2 separate regions of the Mus musculus genome follow, and region 1 is linked to region 2. The links are chromatin contacts, called in public Hi-C maps. All regions are on one chromosome and are shown on one strand. The core of a region is the stretch at or near the end of the contact, and the rest is flanking DNA. Distances in the headings are between cores, read along the strand shown.

Region 1 (2,700 bases), core at 65-2,564, 89 kb before region 2:
CTAGACTCTCCCGTGCATCTCTTCACCTCAATCCCCAGTGGCCGTCATCCACTCAGCTCCACGTGGGCCGGCTTCCTGACACCGCTCCCCGCTCCTTTTATTTATCTTGGACTCCACAGTCGCTCTCCTTTGCTCCCTTCCCCACCCCCTTGCCACCTCGTCGCGCCTCCCTCCAAGCCTCCTGTCCTCTGCCTCTCCTCCCCCCCCCCCCGAGCTGCCCCCCCCCCCGGAGTCGCAGCGAATCTATGCTAATTATTTCAAACCTGCGCCGAGTCCCCAGCTCAGTCTCAATGCCCCGGGCCCCGCCCTCCCTGTCCCTCCAGCCCGGCGCTTTCTTCCCTCCCGACGCAGCCTCGGTGGCTCCTCATTTCAATAGCCTGGCCCGGGAGCCGGAGCCCCCTCCCCGGCGCTGCCTCCGTCAGCCGTGGGACAGACGTTAGGGTATTCATTAACTGGGAGCCGAGGAATAACGGCATTATTCCCCCAGAGAGGGCACCCTGCCCCCGCGACTATCTGAGGCTTCATTGTAAAAGGATTAAAAGTTAAAGACCTCCATCTTATGATTCTTTCATTTAATCTTTCTGGCGCCTGGGAGACATGCTCGATGGATGATGGCTTTTAAAATATTCCTAATGTCGGCTACCTTAAGACTCCAAGCCGGGCAAACAAACGTAATTTATTTCCAGAAGAAAGAGGATATTGAGATGTTTAAGTTTATGAACCGCCGTCCCCATGTATATTTGTTAAGTTCTGACAAATACCCAAATAACGTTAAAAATCAGCCATTCATCACTTATGAATTTATGCAAAACTTTCTATGCCCCGGGCCAATATTTTTGTAGACAGAGTTTCACTTGCGAGGGGCGGAGGAGATGGGGAGGAGGGACGAGGAGGGGGCTTGGGTCGGGGTGGGGGGGAGCCCAAAGCAAGAATTTTCATGCCTGGTAAACACGCGAATTATGCGAAGAGAGTTATTCCCAGCTGGGCGGGCAGCCAAAACTCGGAGAGCGCGCGGAGGCCAGCGCCCCCACCCCCACGTTGGTAATGTCATTGGATTACAATGCGAGGTCTTCCCTCCGCGACGCCCCCTCCTCCCGCCGCGGGCCCGCCCGCCCGCCCGCCCGCGCCCCTCCTCCCCACCCCTGCCCACTTGGAAAACCCGCTCGCAGCCGGCGAGCTTCTCGGCTTTCAGAGCCAGGAGCCAGAGTGAGCTGGGAGGACCCGCGCTGCAGACGTGACGGGCTACAGACCACCGCACTGACAGACCCGGAGGGCTGGCCCAAGAAGGCTCCGCGCGCGCACGGAGAACCCTACCGGACGCAGGCGGTCCCACAAGAAGAAGGCAGGAGGCGCTGGTCCTAGAACTAATGTGTGTGCTTGATGCCCTGGCCACTCTCTCCTCCTATTATGATTAGTGTCGATAATACTATAATTCTAAGGGAGAGGGCTGTAAGCAAAGAGGCACCGTCCCCACGGTCACCTACTCCTTACAGGAGAAAAATTGATCTAGGAGTCCTCTATGGAAGCCTGTGTCTATGAACTGACGCAGCTGCTGAGAGACAGTGTCCCCCGTAGAGATTTATAACTATGACAGACACATCGCCTCTGCCAAACCCAGTACCAGTCAGAGTCCAGAGGGTCGGGGCAACTGTCCCTCTCCTCAGGATGGTGAGGGTTCCCTTTCTTTTTTCAATGGCTCCCTTTATTTCCTGCCACCCTTTCAACACCCAGCCACTCTCCACACTCAAGGAAACTAAGGTCAAATGTCCACGGAAGGCCCAAAGGCCCCCAGAGTCTGGGAATGAGATCTGGCTCCCTGTTGAGACAGAGAAGCCGGAGGTCCATTATCAGTCTTGCTTCTGAGACTCCTGGGAAAGGGGATTGAAGCTTGGTGGCAGCTGCAGGAGGAAGCTGGGTGTGTATTAAGAGCTCTTAGCTATGCTACAAGAGGACAGCAAGGGGAGGGCCCAGCCCATATTGGTATTTTGAAGGGGGTGATTCATCCTTTTTCTTTAATGCTCTTGGAATGTTAGGGCTGGAGGGGAGCTTAGATTCCAGTGCCCACCGCTCAATCTGCTGGTGAGAAGACCGTCCTCAGCAGCCGCTTGCTGACATCACATAGCCTGATACCCTTGGCTTTGGCTAGGAGTTCTTTCTCCCTCTCCCTCTCCCTCTCCCTCTCCTCTTCACCATACTCTCTCTCTAAGGGGACTCCTTTCCTCCTTATTCCTTAAATTTATTTAAGGAAAATTTACTGGTGGGAGACAGTTTTGAATTGACACCATCCCAGAGGTTCCTCGAGCTGACTGGCCAATCTGCTGTACCCATTCAACAGGCATGCATTAAGAGTGTCTCTTGAGGCTATGCTGGGGCCTAGCAAACACAGAAGTGGATGCTCACAGTCAGCTATTGGATGGATCACAGGGACCCCAATGGAGGAGCTAGAGAAAGTACCCAAGGAGCTAAAGGGGTCTGCAACCCTATAGGTGGAACAACAATATGAACTAACCAGTACCCCCCGGAGCTCGTGTCTCTAGCTGCATATGTATCAGAAGATGGCCTAGTCAGCCATCAGTGGAAAGAGAGGCCCATTGGACACGCAAACTTTATATGTCCCAGTACAGGGGAATGCTAGGGCCAAAAAGTGGGAGTGGGTGGGAGGAGGGTATGGGGGACTTTTGGGATAGCATTGGAAATGTA
Region 2 (2,700 bases), core at 47-2,546:
GCCAGCCAATAACATACGATTGCAGGTGAGCAACATAGGTGTAGAGATGAAGCCAGGAAATGCAGCTGCCCATCACCAGAGTAAAACTGGCCCAGCCAGCGACCAAGATAGGACTATCACCCAGAAGTCTCTGTAAACTTAATCTGGAGTACAACTTCTTAGGGCAGTAGAGTTGAAAGAGCCTGGAGTAGTAAGCAATCTGTTATGCCCAGGACCCGGGCCTATGGATAGGCAGTCTAGGTTTAGCATGAAGACACTGGATAAGAAATGCCAAACAGGGGCTAGAGAGATGGGTTCAGCAGTTAAGAGAACTGACTGCTCTTCCAGAGGTCCTGAGTTCAATTCCTGGCAACCACATGGTGGATCACAACCATCTATAATGGGATCCAATGCCCTCTTCCAGTGTATCTGAAGATAGCTACAGTGTACTTATATACTATACAGTAAATAGAAAGAAAGAAAGAAAGAAAGAAAGAAAGAAAGAAAGAAAGAAAGAAAGAAAGAAAGAAAGAAAGAAAGAAAGAAAGAATAAAGAAATGCAAAACAGGTGTTTTGGTTGACAAACCATAAGCCTAGCTCAAGGCTCTGCTGGGTCCAAAGAAAGAAGTACCAGTAGGTCTGTCAAGAGCTCTGCTCATCACTACAGGCAGTGTCTGATCCTTAATGGTACCCACAGACTACCGGAAACCAGTCCTTGCCACCTCAGGCCAGCTGGATGGCTGAGGGACAGAGTACAGGGCAATAGGATAAAGCAAACAAATGGTGCCTTCCCAAATTTTAGAGCTGGGTGGGAATCCAACAGACAGAGCTGTCATGTCTCAGCCCAACCACACATGAGCGCTGGAAATGGCTAGTAACACCATCTTGGGTTCTTCACATCACACACCTATCACATTTAGCTCTAACCTAAACCTGACCCCGACCCCACACAACCTGCATCCCTTAAGCCTCTAAGCACCTTTCCCCTTCTTCTTCTAAGGCATGCTTCTTCTAAGGCATGTGTCCCCCTGTTCGATGCTCATCCCCTTGAAGCCCCAAGGAGTGCGGGTGTTTTCTGGCTGCCCCAGATCACTCCCCCACTCTGATCTATGAGTTGTTTTGATTTCCTCCTTTGAACTCTTCTCATCCTGCTCCCAGCGGCAGACAGGGATACTGAATTAAGCCACAGACAAGTTGGAGACAATGAGCTTGCGCGGGGAGGAGGGGGACCTCCATCTCCCACCCTCACCCCCTGGCCTCCCTTGCCCTCCTCAAAATCTGCAGACATCTGCAGCTGGAGCCCAGCACTGGAGTTATAAAGAAGAGCTGCAGGGTGAGGAACAGCCCTGGGCCCTCGAGAGTTGGAGTGACTGGCGTTAACCTCCAGCAGAGAGGCGCTCACCCAATTTGCGAGGGAGCTTTTGTTTTTCGCCCCTCAGCAGAGGTGCCTGGGCCATGTTGAAGATTTAACCAAATTATAATGAATGATCCTGAGTAGCGCTGTGCCCCTAATTAGAACAAGTCGCACAGACATATTGTCTCCCTGATTTCCTCTGTTCCATTTCTCGCCCTCTCTTTCTCTGCTCGGGACACATGGGCCCCATTAAACATTTTAGTATTTAATGTGGTTCCCTTAAATTACTTCTCAAGTTTTCGAGTTCCATTTAGAATTGGATTTTACTCTTTGACTCTGTGTGTGTGTGTGTGTGTGTGTGTGTGTGTGTGTGTGTGTGTGTGTGTGTGTGTGTGTGTTTGAGGCTTTGTACGTTTCATAACCGCTCTTTTTCTCCACCTAGTGGAGACTGTGAAAACCACTTAGCCGCACCCAGGGTGGAGGATGGGGTAACCAAGGGCAAGGTGGTCCCTGGGACCCTCCATCCACGGGAGCCGTCTATTACATTGTTCAGCCATAAGGAAGAACTGAAGACAGACCAGAGCTTATACTGCCAACTTTGTGCCTTGGCCTGTGACCTCATCCCTTCTAGGTATACCTTAATTTCTACCAAAAAGGGGGTAGGGGGACAGAGGGGTGCTTTAAAGTTCTTCCTGGAGGTCAGTGTAGAAAGGGCCCATATTTAAACTCCCTTGAGACAGTCTTGGACTCCACTGCAGACGGCCTGTGCTTCAGAAAGAGGAATTTCTTCCCTCGCAAAAGCAGAGTTGTCTGAACACTTTGTTCAGAAATGGCCAGGCAGAAGTGAAGGCATACCTCAGGCTGTTCTAGGGGCTGGATTCCTATCCTCTCTGAGAACTGATAGGTGAAATTTTTTTCTCTGTCTGTCTGGATGTAGAAACACTACAAATCCATACCCACACCCAGACAGAGCGTTGCAGGCACATGAGGACTACAGAGTAACATGCCACCAACTGCAGCCACGGTGTGTCTTCAGGAAGACAAGGTCAACACTCCATTTGACCTTAGACCCACGAATGGGAATGTTCTGCATGAGGTCTGTGACCCGGAAGGACTTCTGAGGGTCTCTGTTCCTTCTTGTCACCCCATACCAGGAATACATCTGTGACCAGATGCCCATGTGTTACCTACACACACACACACACACACACACACACACACACACACACACAAGAACTTCCCAAGTCTGTCTAACAGCTCAGAGCATTCAAGGACAAAGAACAAACATATGGTGTAGTCATTAAGGTAGACCCCTAAGAGGCTATCTGTGCGACTCTAGGAAAGGCAGTCAACCTGACATCTTATCC

The links. Hi-C and Micro-C count contacts between places; a contact is called where the count stands out from the background.
Region 1: a contact with region 2 is called in a Hi-C map of uterus, with 2.5 times the contacts expected there. The contact joins two enhancer-like sites. A contact is called at or near these places in 6 of 39 promoter capture datasets (the 3T3-L1 cell line, 3T3-L1-derived adipocytes, cranial neural crest and 3 more), 4 of 484 Hi-C or Micro-C datasets (embryonic stem cells, muscle stem cells and uterus), 8 of 115 datasets of contacts at active chromatin or transcription factors (embryonic forebrain, embryonic hindbrain, embryonic stem cells and 5 more) and 3 of 9 other capture datasets (adipose tissue, liver and pancreatic islet).

What each region holds. Positions count from the first base shown.
Region 1 is chr11:89,296,990-89,299,689 of GRCm38.p6, reverse strand. No RefSeq gene overlaps it. Among named protein-coding and RNA genes, the nearest start is that of Nog, 4.2 kb to the left of the region's middle. Within about 2 kb of position 1,314, at least 79 of the 459 cell types and tissues checked have an H3K27ac peak or open chromatin away from gene starts, as enhancers often do.
Region 2 is chr11:89,208,382-89,211,081 of GRCm38.p6, reverse strand. No RefSeq gene overlaps it. Among named protein-coding and RNA genes, the nearest start is that of Gm38759, 88 kb to the right of the region's middle. Within about 2 kb of position 1,296, at least 14 of the 459 cell types and tissues checked have an H3K27ac peak or open chromatin away from gene starts, as enhancers often do.